3 separate regions of the Mus musculus genome follow, and regions 1 and 2 are each linked to region 3. The links are chromatin contacts, called in public HiChIP or PLAC-seq and promoter capture Hi-C maps. All regions are on one chromosome and are shown on one strand. The core of a region is the stretch at or near the end of the contact, and the rest is flanking DNA. Distances in the headings are between cores, read along the strand shown. Region 1 holds the start of Tmem119 (transmembrane protein 119). Region 2 overlaps 1700069L16Rik (RIKEN cDNA 1700069L16 gene). Region 3 holds the start of Sgsm1 (small G protein signaling modulator 1).

Region 1 (3,959 bases), core at 1,050-3,549, 490 kb before region 3:
CAAGAACAACGTACTTGGTTGTGTGTCAAGTCTGAGCCAGCCTTGAGTGCAGGGCACTCTTGTCTAGAAAGAGAAGAAAAAGAAAGAAAACAAAGGGGCTGGAGAGGTGGTTCAGTGGTTAAGAGCACTGACTGCTCTTCCAGAAGTCCTGAGTTCAAGTCCCACCAACCACATGGTGGCTCACGACCATCTGTAATGGGATCTGATGCCCTCTTCTGGTGTGTCTGAAGACAGCAACAGTGCACTCATATAAATAACAAATAAATAAATCTTTAATAAAGAAAGAAGGAAAGAAAGGAAGAAAGGAAAAATGAAAAGGAAGAAAAAGACATCACATTGGGGCAAGGTAAAGGATGTAGGGTGGGGTGGGAACAGGCAAGGGTCTGCACAGACCCTATGTAGAGTTGCAGGAGGGACTTGAACATTCGTAAGCGCTGGAAGCAGCCCCAACTAGCAACAAGGTAGGACCTTCCCCTCCTTGGGGCAGAAGACAGAGGTGTGTAGATCCCTGATCTGGGGCCTAGGCTCTCAGTACCCCAACCTTTGTTCTACTCTGCGATTGTGTTATGAAGGCTTCTGTGTATTGCTAGTGGGGACAGAGACCTTAGCTGAGGACATGATTGTCCTTGGTCACCCTGGCGAGCCTTCACCCAGGGAAGGGAAGAGGCCAGAGGACACTGAGCTGACTGCCCTAGCCTTTTGCACTGCTGCTGGACAAGGAGGGAGGGTGAGGCGAGGGTGTCACCGAGGCGAGTAGGAAACTCCCAGAAGATTCCAGGGTGTATTAGCCTCCCTGCCTGGCTCCCCTGTGGTCCTCTCCTGACATGGAACCCTCTCTGGTTTGTGGAAGGGCACCTCACACCCCGTGATGAGTCTTGGCGCACACAGCTCTAGAAGCCTGTGAGTTCCTAGAGGCAGGTCTGTGTCTGTGTCTTGACTGGCTGGGTCCTGCTCAGCTCTGTCTGATCTTCAGTGTCAGGGTGTGTCAGCCATTTACTGAAACAAACAAGTGAATGAGTGAGTGAATGAATGAATGAGTGGATGAGTGAGTGAGTGGATGAGTGAGTGAATTAATGAGTGAGTGGATGAGTGAGTGAATGAATGAATGAGTGAGTGAGTGAATGAGTGAGTGAATGAATGAGAGGACGAGTGAGTGGATGAGTGAGTGAGTGAATGAATGAGAGGATGAGTGAGTGAATGAATGAATGAGTGAGTGAATGAATGAGAGGATGAGTGAGTGAATGAATGAATGAGTGAATGAGTGAGTGAATGAATGAGTGGATGAGTGAGTGAGTAGATGAGTGAGTGGATGAGTAAATGAATGAATGAGTGGATGAGTGAGTGAGTGGATGAGTGAGTGAATGAATGAGTGAGTGGATGAGTGAGTGAATGAATGAATGAGTGGATGAGTGAGTGAGTGAATAAATAAGAGGACGAGTGAGTGAATGAATGAATGAGTGAGTGAATGAATGAGAGGATGAGTGAGTGAATGAATGAATGAGTGAGTGAATGAGTGAGTGGATGAATGAGTGAGTAGATGAGTGAGTGGATGAGTGAATGAATGAATGAGTGGATGAGTGAGTGAATGAATGAATGAGTGAGTGAATGACTGGATGAATGAGTGAGTGGATGAATGAATGAGTGAGTGCCAGGTCCCATGGATCAGTTACCTATGGTGCTTCAGGGTATTTGAACTCCCCACCCCCTCTCCACTTCTGTGGAATGGGCTCATAGCTTCTGCTCAAACTGCCCTACTAGGGCTTAGTGAGGTCTCAGAGTTCAGGATGTCAGTACCTCAGGGAGTACCCTGACCCCCTAAGAATGGAGAAACTGAGGCCAGGGGAGGAAGGGCCCGGGCAGTGCCTGATCTCAGCATCCCCAGGTTTCCCTGAGACACCCCCACTCCCACTCTGCACCCTAAGCTTGGAAATCCTGAGTCACAGCTGGATTGGGCCACGCCACGGAGATTTTTTCCTTCCCACTTCCAGGGGCCCCAGATCTTCCTGACCTCATCCTTCAGGGAGTGTGGGGGATGGGACGGACCTCAGCTCAGAGTTCTGGGAACGTTCTCCTGGAAGCCCCTCTGTCTGTCAGTCTGTCTGAGCCTGCCCAGGGGACCTGAGGTCAAGAAGAAGCAAGCTTGGAGTGTGAAGAGGGTGGGACTGTGGGTGGCCCGGCATAGTCCCGCCCCACACTGTCCCCACCCCAAGCCCTCTTAATGAAATCAAGCTGGCCCTCCAGCCCAGCAGGGAGGAGGAAAGGGGAGGGCCTGGAGGCCGAGGCGGGCAGGCACCAGCCAGAGCAGCTGGCGGCAGACGGCAGGCAGACAGTCAGACCGTCTAGCGGGCCTGGCTTGCCTACCTGGCAGCTGCACCCGGTCCTTCACCCAGAGCTGGTAAGTCTCTGCCTCCTGCTGCTGGGGACTCTTGGAGAACTCCGCAGAATCCCTAAGTGTGCGTGCAATCTGTGTGTGTGTTTGAGGCCGTGAGCACCCATGTGATTAGATATGTGATTAGATGTGTGAGCATGGATGAAGGCGGCACGCGTGTAGTTGGGATGTAGAGAGGGTGCCAGGGCGACGTTTCCAGGGCCAGTGTGCTGCTGGTGTAAACTTGTATTGTCCCGTGTGTTGCGGTAGGCTGTGTTTGGGATGTCTGATGCACCACTTGGAATACTTGTGTGTGTGTGTGTGTGTGTGTGTGTGTGTGTGTGAGCTTATGTGTAGACTCTGAGACCTCAGGCTCCTTCCAAGCCTCTTCTTGAGGGACCAGGACCCTGTCCTTGCAGGCAGGCCCTGAGGGAATAGGCTAGGCATACAATGTTTCAGCCACAGCCCCCCCCCCCCCAGTCTCCTAATTGAAGCCAGGTTTCTGTGGCCTGCCTCTCCATCACTGGCCATCCGTTTCTGAGTGAGGGCTGGTAGAACAGAGGCTCTGGGTTAGCTGTCTCAGGTCCTTGGGTACCCAGTCCTTCCTTCGGGGTGGATTCGCCTCATCTGCATATTCATGGACATCTCAATTTAAAACAGAAGCTCTTAAGACAGAGGGTCTAGCAGGGAGAGCATACTGGACAAGTGCATCCACTTGCTAACATTTATTACATGCTAGGCACTGCTGTGACCTGTCCCCATTGCGCAGATGTGGAAACTGGAGCTCAAAGGGTTGACATGCCCAACCCTTTGGGAGGGTATAGTCGAGCTGTTCTGAGCCACCTCTCCATCAGGGGCTCTCTCTGTTGGGCAGGCTGTTTACAGTCTGACTGAGTTCCCTCTGGTGCGAATCCTGAGTGCTTGTATAGGAGCAGGCAGGCAAAGGACGTCTGGCACATCAGCAATCATTTCAGACCTGTTCAGGTCAGTTCTTCTGTTCCCCAGAGGGGAAACTGAGGCTTGGAGAATTTAAGGGTCCCATGACCATCTCCATGCAGACCTGAGTCCTCTTGTTTAGTCACCTGCTACCTTTCTCTGGGAGCAAGGAGAGACTGGGGGGGGGGGTGAAGTTCTGAGAGTAGGGGGTCTTGTTCTTCAGAGACAGGAATGGTTTCTGCTTCTTCTTCTGCACCCCTTTGGCTGATTGCAAGTGCCACAGAGAGGTCAATGCTTTCTTGGATCCCCATTGCGGTCTACACGTGCGTGTTCATGCACACGTGTGTGCACGTGTATTCTGCTCTTTTGCTGGGGATGCGGAGCGGGGTGGGGGTGGGGGGGACGACGACAAGTGAGGACAGCCGTGGATCCGCAGAGGGGAAAAATCTGGCTTCTCCTGCAGCATTCCATTCCTGAGTTCTAGCTTTCCTGTGGGACCGACCCTGTGCTGGCACTTCTAGAATGTTCTCTCGCACAGTCCCGACAGCTCTTTGAGTATCAGCGTGGAGTCATCCTGCCACTGCCCATTTGCAGATGGGCAAAGTGAGATTGAGAGGAGACAGCTGGCAGATTTAGACAGGATGGAACCAGGGAG
Region 2 (4,370 bases), core at 670-3,169, 410 kb before region 3:
CAAGGTTTCTCGTTGCTTCAGTTCTGTGCTGGTTTGAATGAGAATGGCCCCCACAGGCTCAGCTCTGAGTACCAGGTCCCCAGCTGATGGAACAGGTTTGGGAAGGGTTACAAGGCTTGTCCCTGAGAATGTGTGTCACCTGAGTCGGGCTTGGGGGTTTCAGAAGCACCACTCCCAGCGTTCTCTCTGTAAAGTCTCAGCTGCTCCTGCAGCCATGGCTTCCTACTACCACCATGGTGGATTTGAACCCTCTGGACCCTCAGCCCAAATAAACACTCTCTTTGATAACTCTCCTTGGTCATGGTGTCTTATCACCATGATAGAAAAGTAAGGAACACATCATGGCCCATGGTCTTCTGGGTGGTTCTCTTGTTTCTGTCTCCCACCTCAGTGAAAGAATGTTGGGATTTCAGACATGCAGCCTCCTGTCTGGTCATTGATGGTTTCTGGGGATCCAAACGCAGGTTGTCAGGTTTGCTTGGCAAGTGTTTTTATCTGCTGAATCTCTGAAATCTCCCCACCCCCACCCCCAACCCCCAACCCAGCTAAGATCTCCCTGTGTAGTTCAGATTGGCCTTGAACGTAATATATCATTCAGATTGGATTCAGACTCACAGTTGCCCCGCCTCAGTTGACCAGGCTTCCTTGGGGTGACAGGGACATGCTGCCATGTTTGACTAGGACAGTGTGTTGAGATGTAATGAGAGAAATTCTGGGCAACTCAGTGAGATTCTGGAGCTGTGACTCGGTGCCTGGATCTGGGAATTCTGCTTCACCCTGATGAGCCCATTTCCCCTGATCCCCAAATAATGAGAGTATGATGTGTCTATAGAAAGATAAAGAGAGGGCACACACAAATACACATTACACACACATATATGTATGTATGTGTATATATGATTTATTTATTTGGTTTTTCAAGATAAGGTTTCTCTGTGTAGCCCTGGCTGTCCTGGAACTCACTCTGTAGACCAGGCTGGCCTCAAACTCAGAGATTTACCTGCTTCTGCCTCCCAAGTCTAGGATTAAAGGCGTGTGCTACCACTGCCTGGCAAGGGGATATGTTCTATGGAGGTATAAGGGAAGGGGATGTTTCAGCGGGCCCATGCCAAGGCTTCCCTTCCCCTTGAGGGACCAGCCACATGGTGGTATAGTATAGAATAGAGTTCATTCAGGGCATGGGGAAGGGAGTTAAGAGGGTAGTGGAGGCAGAGAAAGAGAGAGAGAGAATGAGAGAGCTAGCTAGCTAGCTAGCTAGAGAGAGAGAGATAAGTAGAGGAGTAGAGGCTGGCCATGAGCAGGTGGAGAGAGGGGGAAGGGAATGGGGAAGGGGAGAGGGGACAGAGAGGGAGCAAGAAGACAAGAGAGCGAGGAGGGGGCAAGCAGCCCCTTTTATAGTGGGTCAGGCCTCCCTGGCTGTTGCCAGGTAACTGTGGAGTTGAGCTTAGACAGAATGCTAACAGTGTGGGTACATCAGGCGGCCTTGAGACCAAATGTGCGTTGGAACTGTTTGGTGAGATGCTTCAAAAGTACAACCCAGGACTCAAGCTTACACAAAGTGATCAACAATAAAATCCCAGGGGCTGGAAGGCTGTTCCCTCCTTCCCAGCAGGCTTTAGGAAACTGAATTCACATTGATGACAGTCCTCTGTTGGTGCAGAGAACAAACCCAACCCCACCTCCCCGACTCCACTTTCTGGGGAAGCTAAGGATGCAAGCATTAGTGGTAGTTGCCCCTCCTTCCTCTCCCATCCCCTTTCCCTTCTCCCTCGCTCCCGCCCTCCCTTCTCAGATCCGCCCCCACCTCCAGCAGCCTTCCCTCATTACAACAGTCTCCTCCCTCCCTCCGTTCTCAGCCCCGGCCCCATTGCATCCTTTGGAGCTTTCCATGGTCCTGAAATCAGTTGAGCATCTTCCTATCAACTGTTTACAAAGGCAGTGTGAACAGTCTCCTCTCCCTGGGCGGTCTCCCCACTCTCCTCAGCGTGGTGGAAGGAGAATAAATTCTCTTCTCCTCGTGTTGCCAGTGCATTGGTTGCCATAGCAGCAGAGAGAGCAGATGAAAGCTAGGCTCTCACCTAAGTGGAATTAAAAGCCACCCTCTTGGGGGAACAAATGGCTCCAGGAGGACCCTGAGAACTGAAGAGCATTAGTCTATTATTGTTTTTATTTTTTACTCATTCGGTAGGGTGGGATGAGGTTCTGGGAAGGAGAAGAGGTGGGGGTGGGGTCCATAAGGGCTTCTTAGGGTGGGAAAATGCAAGACAGTGATACCAACAGGAACGATGATAACTCACAGGGCCACTACTCTTAAAAAAAAAAAACGGTGACAGATATTTCAGAATGCCAGTGGAGTATATAACCATGGGCTTTGTGTGTGTGTGTGTGTGTGTGTGTGTGTGTGTGTGTGTGACCAGAGAGTACTATGAAGTGACTTGAATGTTGTCTGTAGGAAGCTTCCTTATTGCCTGGGACTTCTAGGTTAGGGGAATGCCTAGACCATGGCACTTGCTCCTCCCCCATCACTTTCCTCTTTCTCTGCCTTCTCCTCCTCTTCTTCCTCCTCTTCCTTCCCCTCCTTCTCCTCTGCAGCCTCCTCCTCCTCCTCCCGAGCAAGCTCTGGACCCCACCCTTAGTCACAGTGACAGTCTCCAAAGCCAAGCCTGGGTGAGGATCATTGCTAACTGCAGGGCTGTCTTCTTGGGTCAAGGTTACTGCTGGGGGCAGCATTCAAGACCTTATGGTGGCCAGAGAGTTGTCTGTCATTATGTCTGACTAGAGAAGGATTGCATTCAAGTACAGCAATTTCTCTTTTCTACCAGAAGAAAGGGCTGTGGCTATTCACTCAATCACAATGATTAATTTCCTGTCCTGTAGACCACAGACCAGCCCAAGAGAGTGACTGCCTGAGTTATCTACATTTTACAGACGAAGTATACAAGGCCCAGAGAGGTGAAGTAGCTCTCAGAGTTCACACAGCTAGGAAGTGCCAGAGTTGGGACTTGAACCCTAGGTCACCTACCATTCCAGGGAACCCAGCTTGCTTGAGGCCAAAGAGCAGGCACTCTTGGGACTTTGCCAATCAAGGGCATCTTTGGATCATAGAGACCCACAGAGAGAAAGGTTTGCATCTGGCTCCTCCTGCACTGAATGGCTGTGGGCCTCAGGGTCACAGGGGAAGCTGGGCTTCATGCCTGTTATCTGGAAAGGATGGGTGGGATTTCTCACCCACTCATGTGCCACAGGGCTGGGTGGTAATGTTGGCTTGAGAGTTATTTTTATAGCCCATCCCCCAGATGCTGTGAGAGACAAGAATACGAGTCACTGATGACCAATAGTTGTGCTATTGTTGTGGAAGGGAAAAAATTCTCACCAGCTCATCTTTGGACAAAGGTCTACAGATACCTAACTAATTAGGGGATGAGTCCTCCAGTTGGTTCTCTGATACCAAGTGTTCATCCCTGAAACCAAACACACACACACACACACACACACACACAAATACACACACACACACAAATACACACATATAATTAGCATTAGACAGATCAGCGGGTTGTATTTATATATTTGTGTGTGTGTTAAACAATAGCATTCAAAGAAAAAGAGATCTTGTGTTTGAGGGGGAGTGAAGTGGGACATGGGTGGCAGATGGAAGGAAGGGACACAGGAGGGGTTGGAGAGAGGAGAGAAATGGAAGGGGGAAATAATACAATGTCTTAATTGAAATAAATTTGAAAAGAAATCCATAAATGTAGACTGAAAAATAACAAGTGAACCTTCAAAATAAGATTTAAACTTTTTTTAAAAAGATGTATTTATTTATATGGGTGCTCTATCTGCATGTTTGCCTGCACACCAGAAGTGGGCATCGGATCCCATTACAGATGGTTGTGAGCCACCTTATGGTGGCTGGGAATTGAACTCAGGGCCTCTGGAAGAGCAGACAATGCTTTTAATCACGGAGACATCTCCCAGCCCAGATTTAAACATTTTTAAAGTAAAACAATGAACAAACAAACAAACAAACAAACAGAAGGGTCATCCAATCAGAGAGGTCAGGTCAGGTTTGTCAACTCTCAGAGCAGAACAGGAAGCAACTAAGTCTGGCCTGGAGATGGCCCAGGTGGTCAATGGGCTCATCTGGTCAATGGGCTCATCTGGGGACCTGAGTCTAACAACCCAGGATCCATATGAAGAAGCCAGGCATGGTGGCCTGGAGTGGGGTGGAGCAGGGTGGGGAGGGTCTGGGGGGCGGTGCTCACTGCTCAGTCAGCCCAGCCAGCAGGGAGCTTCAGGCTCAGTGAGGGACTGTCTCAAAACATCAAGTGGAGAGTGATGTAGAAAGACACCCAAAGCCTCCAGGTGGT
Region 3 (4,196 bases), core at 1,167-3,666:
AACCTCTGAACCTGTAAGCCAGCCCCAATTAAATGTTGTCCTTGTAAGAGTCGCCTTGATCGTGGTGTCTGTTCACAGTAATGGAACTCTAATTAAGACTGAAGTTGGGGGGCTGGTGAGATGGCTCAGTGGGTAAGAGTACTGACTGCTCTTCCAAAGGTCCTGAGTTCAAATTCCAGCAACCACTTGGTGGCTCACAACCATCCACAATGAGATCCAATGCCCTCTTCTGGTGTGTCTGAAGACAGCTACAGTGTACTTACATATAATAAGTAAATAAATCTTTTTAAAAAATAAATAAATAAAAAGGCTGAAGTTGGTACCAGGAGTGGGGTATTGCTGTCATAGGCCTGACCATGCTTTTGTTTGAAAGAATATGGGTTTTGGGACTTTGGGTTTGGAACGCCATGGAATGCTTTAAGTGGAGCTTAATGGGCCAGCCTAGACAGAATTAACAATTAAGTCTCATAGAAACCCCAATTTAGACATGATCCTGTGATTCAGTCTTATGAAGAGCATTTTGAGCAAGCATAGCAAGCTTAAAAAGAAAAAACGAGTGTGCTTCAAGTAATGAAGGGGCCCCAGGAAATGAAAAGGAGCTGAATCCTACGTTCAAGGAGACAAACGGATTAAGGGAGTGGTGATCTCAGGGCAAGATCCCACCCAGCTAAGCTTATTGTTTGCAGCTAAACCGTGGATAGTTATATTATTATGATGTGATTATTGGTTTCACTTGGAGATAAGGAGATATGACTGTGTGTCAAACTGTCACAGGATGACACAAGCTTTTAGATCTAGGTGAAGGAAAGCTTAGGTCCAGGCATGGTGGACCATGACTTTGATCCCAGCATTCAGGAGATAGAGCCATGCAAATCTCTTGAGCTCAAGAGAGTGAGTTTACAGAGCAAGTTCCAGGACAGCCAAGCATATTGAAACCACCACTAGAAACCATTTATATTAGAGGAAAACTTCTATGTTCTCTGAAAAGGTTTGAAGGGCTTGGCGAGAAACATCTGATTCATCTTAACCTGCCCCTGGTGAGATGATCCACCCGGTCCATGGCTTGAGCTATTGCTTGCTTTGTGTATGGACCTGAAGAAAATTCTCCCACGTCTTGGGCTTGACTTTCTTTGTGTGTGAGGCTCATGGGGGGGGGGGGGGGGGCTGGAGGCTCGGTAAGTTTATGCAACCAGAGCTCCGGATGTAGTAAGTCCTCAATTATATTTGTCAAGTCCTTATTTCTCATTCTGTGGCATCCTGGAGACACTAAGCACACCTCACTGGAGAGAGTGGGGGAGGAGAGAGTGGGGGGGGGTATCGTGACAGAGACACCACTGCCACACACAAGAGGGGTTCTGGTATACACACACACACACACCAGAAGAGGTCATCAGATCTCATTACAGATGGTTGTGAGCCACCATGTGGTTGCTGGGATTTGAACTCAAGACCTCTGGAAGAGCACTCAGTTCTCTTAACCGCTGAACTGTATGGATTCCTCTTCCCCAAGCATTCCCCAGCCTCCTCCTTTCCCTTCTTGCTCAGAAAGAAAACTCAGCAAGATGCCCCTTGTTCCACAAGACAGCCCCGGTCACTGGTATCTCCCCTGCATCGACTCCACGTCCCTCTAGAACCTTCCAACCCTCTATCACTTGCTCAGATGGTTTACTGTCTACCATCTGAGTGCTGCGGCAATGTGTCCATCTCCTTTGCTTCAAACTCCCAACCCTGGGACTGAGAGATCCTGGCTGAACCCTGGTTCCCAGTATAGGGGGAGCAGCAAGTGAAGAAGAGGCAGGCTTCTTCCAGATGGGGAGTCAGTGTATCTGATTAGTCTGAAAAGGGAGAAAGGGAGAAGAGAGGAGGAGGAGTAAAAAGAGGAGGAAGAGGGGGAGGGGGAAGGGAAGGGGAGGAGGGGACGGAGGAAGGGGGTATATGAAACAGCAGCAGCTACCCCGTATGAAAGCTGGCCCTTTTTTTGTTTTGTTTTGTTTTGTTTTGTTTTTTTTGTCTTGTCTATGATGAGAATTACACATCAAATATCTCGCTTGATCATCAGCTCATTCTAGAACTTATACCCACTTTATACAGGATGAGTCTAGTTTTATTGTGGCGGCAGGGCCTGGCTATGTCGCCCAGGTTGAGTCCCCTGCCTCAGTCTCCCCACTGAGGAGTCGATAGGAGTGTGCCCCGTGCCTGGCTTTGCCTCGTTTCTAAATACGCGTGGATGGACACACGGGATGTGGAGCACGGTTCCGCATCTTAGGTCACCCTAGGCAACTTGGCAAGGCCTGTCGCTAACGCCTGGAGGAGGCTGGATGCGGATGCTCTGCTGTATGCTGTCCAGGAGGCGGCGCTGAGCTTTCGTGGGTGGGGTGGGCGGGATGTCAGGTTCTGACGTCTACATCCTGGGCTGTCATTCATCCCCTGCCGGTCCCGCCCCCTCGCGGCTGCAGCAGGGCGCGGAGCGGGGACGCGTCCGGGAACCGGGCACCGACCAGCTTGAGCCATGGCTTCGGTCCCTGCGGGTAAGCACGGGCGGGCAGCGGGAGGGCGGCCAGGCCCCGCGGCCTCGGTGCCGCTCACCGCGCTTCCCTGCTTGTCCCGCAGAGGCCGAGACCCGCCAGAGGCTGCTGCGCACTGTGAAGAAGGAGGTAGGGGCGGCCACCCCAGGGTGACAGGGCCACCGCGGGCTTCTGGCTGGCGGTGGCTGTGCATGGCTAACTAGGGCGGGGGCTGGGGAGGGGTCGCTGGAAAACGGGTGTTTCAGTGCGTGGGGCCCTCTGGGTGTAGGATCGGAAGGTGTCCAGGTGGGACCTCGCGGAGGGGCAGGTTCTCATTGCTGGGGGTAGAGTAGGGTGATGCGGGGCTCCTCATTAGAGATGCGGAATATCCCCGAGGAAGATCAGGTTTTGGGAGGGGACAGGTTCAATTTTGGAACATGAAGCTATCCCCCAACCCATGTCAGATACTCAGTCCTTGGAGCCACCTCTAGGTGCCAGGGACTTTGTGCAGGAGAGCCTGTGACCTGGGCCAGGGTCACAGAGCAGGTGCCCTCCACTGATACATGGGATCAGACAGGAGTGGCTGCCTGCCTCCCCCGGGATGAAGGAAGCAGCTGAGATCCTAGCCTTACCTCGGCGTTCACAGCCAGTGACCTCCCAGGGCCGTGGGAATTGGGAGAGTTTAGAAGGCTGAGGCGACGTTTAGATGTCTGTGGGCCTGTGGTGTAGATGTATGTTGCCCAGGACATGTGCATATATGTATGTGCACCTGCCTGGAAATACCTAAGGATGATCTATATATTGTGTCTGCTTGTGCGAGTCTACGAATGTGTATTTGTGTGAATGGGTAAGATTGAGTATGTATGTGGTGTGGCATTGCCCTCCCATTTTGGCTCCGCCCTATCCTTCAGTCACCCCCACCCCCCATTCCCGTCCCTGCTGCCTTGTCTTCATCCTGGGGTTCTTATCCCAAGTCCTTGCTTGGCTGTGAATCTGTGAGCCAGGCTGGAGTCTGTCCCTTGCTTCCTGAGCATGGAGGTGTGTGTATACCTGTGGGGTGTGTGTGCGTGTGTGCGCGCGCGCGTGTGTGTGTTAGGGGTGTCACTCAGGAGGGCCTCCCTTCCTGGTGGCAGCCACCTGGGCAGTTGGAGGCCCGGACCTGTCCCCGGTTCCTTCCTCCTCTTGGGGATCGTGGGTGTGTGCCTGTGTTTGTGTCTCTGTGTGTAGCACATTCCTTTTAAAGAACTAGCTCCGTGGATTGCTGCAGATTCTAGAATTTTCCTTCGAGGTGATATGTAAGATGGATAGAAGGGGGTCCCTCAGAAAGGCCTAGAAGTCTTTACCTCCATCTTTGTAAAGACCTGTTTGAAGATACTATCCAGACCCCAACCCTGAAACCTCACACCCCTGCCCTTCGGGGAAGGGTCTCAGCCCTTAGGTTTAAAGCTGGAAGGCCGTGGTTTTTTACCCAGCCCTGGCTGTAATGCTTGCTCCTCATGCCTGGAGCTGACCCCCACTTTACTAGGGAAATGGTTGACCAAATAGGATGTACAATGAAAGACAGGGTCAGCAGGCCCTGGGGAACCTAGGAGACATCCGTGTATAGCTGTGCCACATGGCCCCTCAGAGTTCATCTTTCCTACGTCCTCTCTTTGTAAGATCACCGCTTTCCCATCTGCAGAGTGACGCATG

Evidence for each region. Promoter capture Hi-C pulls out the DNA fragments that hold promoters and counts their contacts. HiChIP or PLAC-seq counts read pairs in DNA pulled down with a chosen protein or histone mark.
Region 1: a contact with region 3 is called in a promoter capture Hi-C map of embryonic stem cells, with 10 read pairs. The contact joins the promoter of Tmem119 here to the promoter of Sgsm1 in region 3. A contact is called at or near these places in 7 of 39 promoter capture datasets (cranial neural crest, embryonic stem cells, frontonasal cranial neural crest and 3 more) and 12 of 115 datasets of contacts at active chromatin or transcription factors (craniofacial prominence, embryonic basal ganglia, embryonic forebrain and 5 more).
Region 2: an H3K4me3 HiChIP or PLAC-seq map of embryonic forebrain shows a contact between it and region 3, with 5 times the contacts expected there. The contact joins the enhancer-like site here to the promoter of Sgsm1 in region 3. A contact is called at or near these places in 3 of 39 promoter capture datasets (the 3T3-L1 cell line, the SN4741 cell line and hippocampal neurons), 1 of 15 datasets of contacts at CTCF or cohesin (embryonic stem cells), 2 of 484 Hi-C or Micro-C datasets (bone marrow-derived macrophages and embryonic stem cells), 13 of 115 datasets of contacts at active chromatin or transcription factors (SST interneurons, bone marrow-derived macrophages, craniofacial prominence and 8 more) and 1 of 9 other capture datasets (embryonic stem cells).

What each region holds. Positions count from the first base shown.
Region 1 is chr5:113,798,736-113,802,694 of GRCm38.p6, reverse strand. It overlaps Tmem119 (transmembrane protein 119), which reads left to right and starts at 2,299. Exons shown (of 2, transcript NM_146162.3): 1 at 2,299-2,395. It overlaps Gm42004 (a long non-coding RNA gene), which reads right to left and starts at 2,129. Exons shown (of 5, transcript XR_878692.2): 1 at 2,044-2,129; 2 at 1-63.
Region 2 is chr5:113,714,295-113,718,664 of GRCm38.p6, reverse strand. The region is part of intron 2 of 1700069L16Rik (RIKEN cDNA 1700069L16 gene); the gene reads left to right. Among named protein-coding and RNA genes, the nearest start is that of 1700069L16Rik, 8.3 kb to the left of the region's middle. Within about 2 kb of position 1,919, at least 74 of the 459 cell types and tissues checked have an H3K27ac peak or open chromatin away from gene starts, as enhancers often do. A contact at or near this core is called in SST interneurons, craniofacial prominence, embryonic basal ganglia and 3 more, where this site is marked.
Region 3 is chr5:113,309,006-113,313,201 of GRCm38.p6, reverse strand. Sgsm1 (small G protein signaling modulator 1) reads left to right here and starts at 2,416. Exons shown (of 25, transcript NM_172718.3): 1 at 2,416-2,528; 2 at 2,611-2,654. The coding sequence starts at 2,510.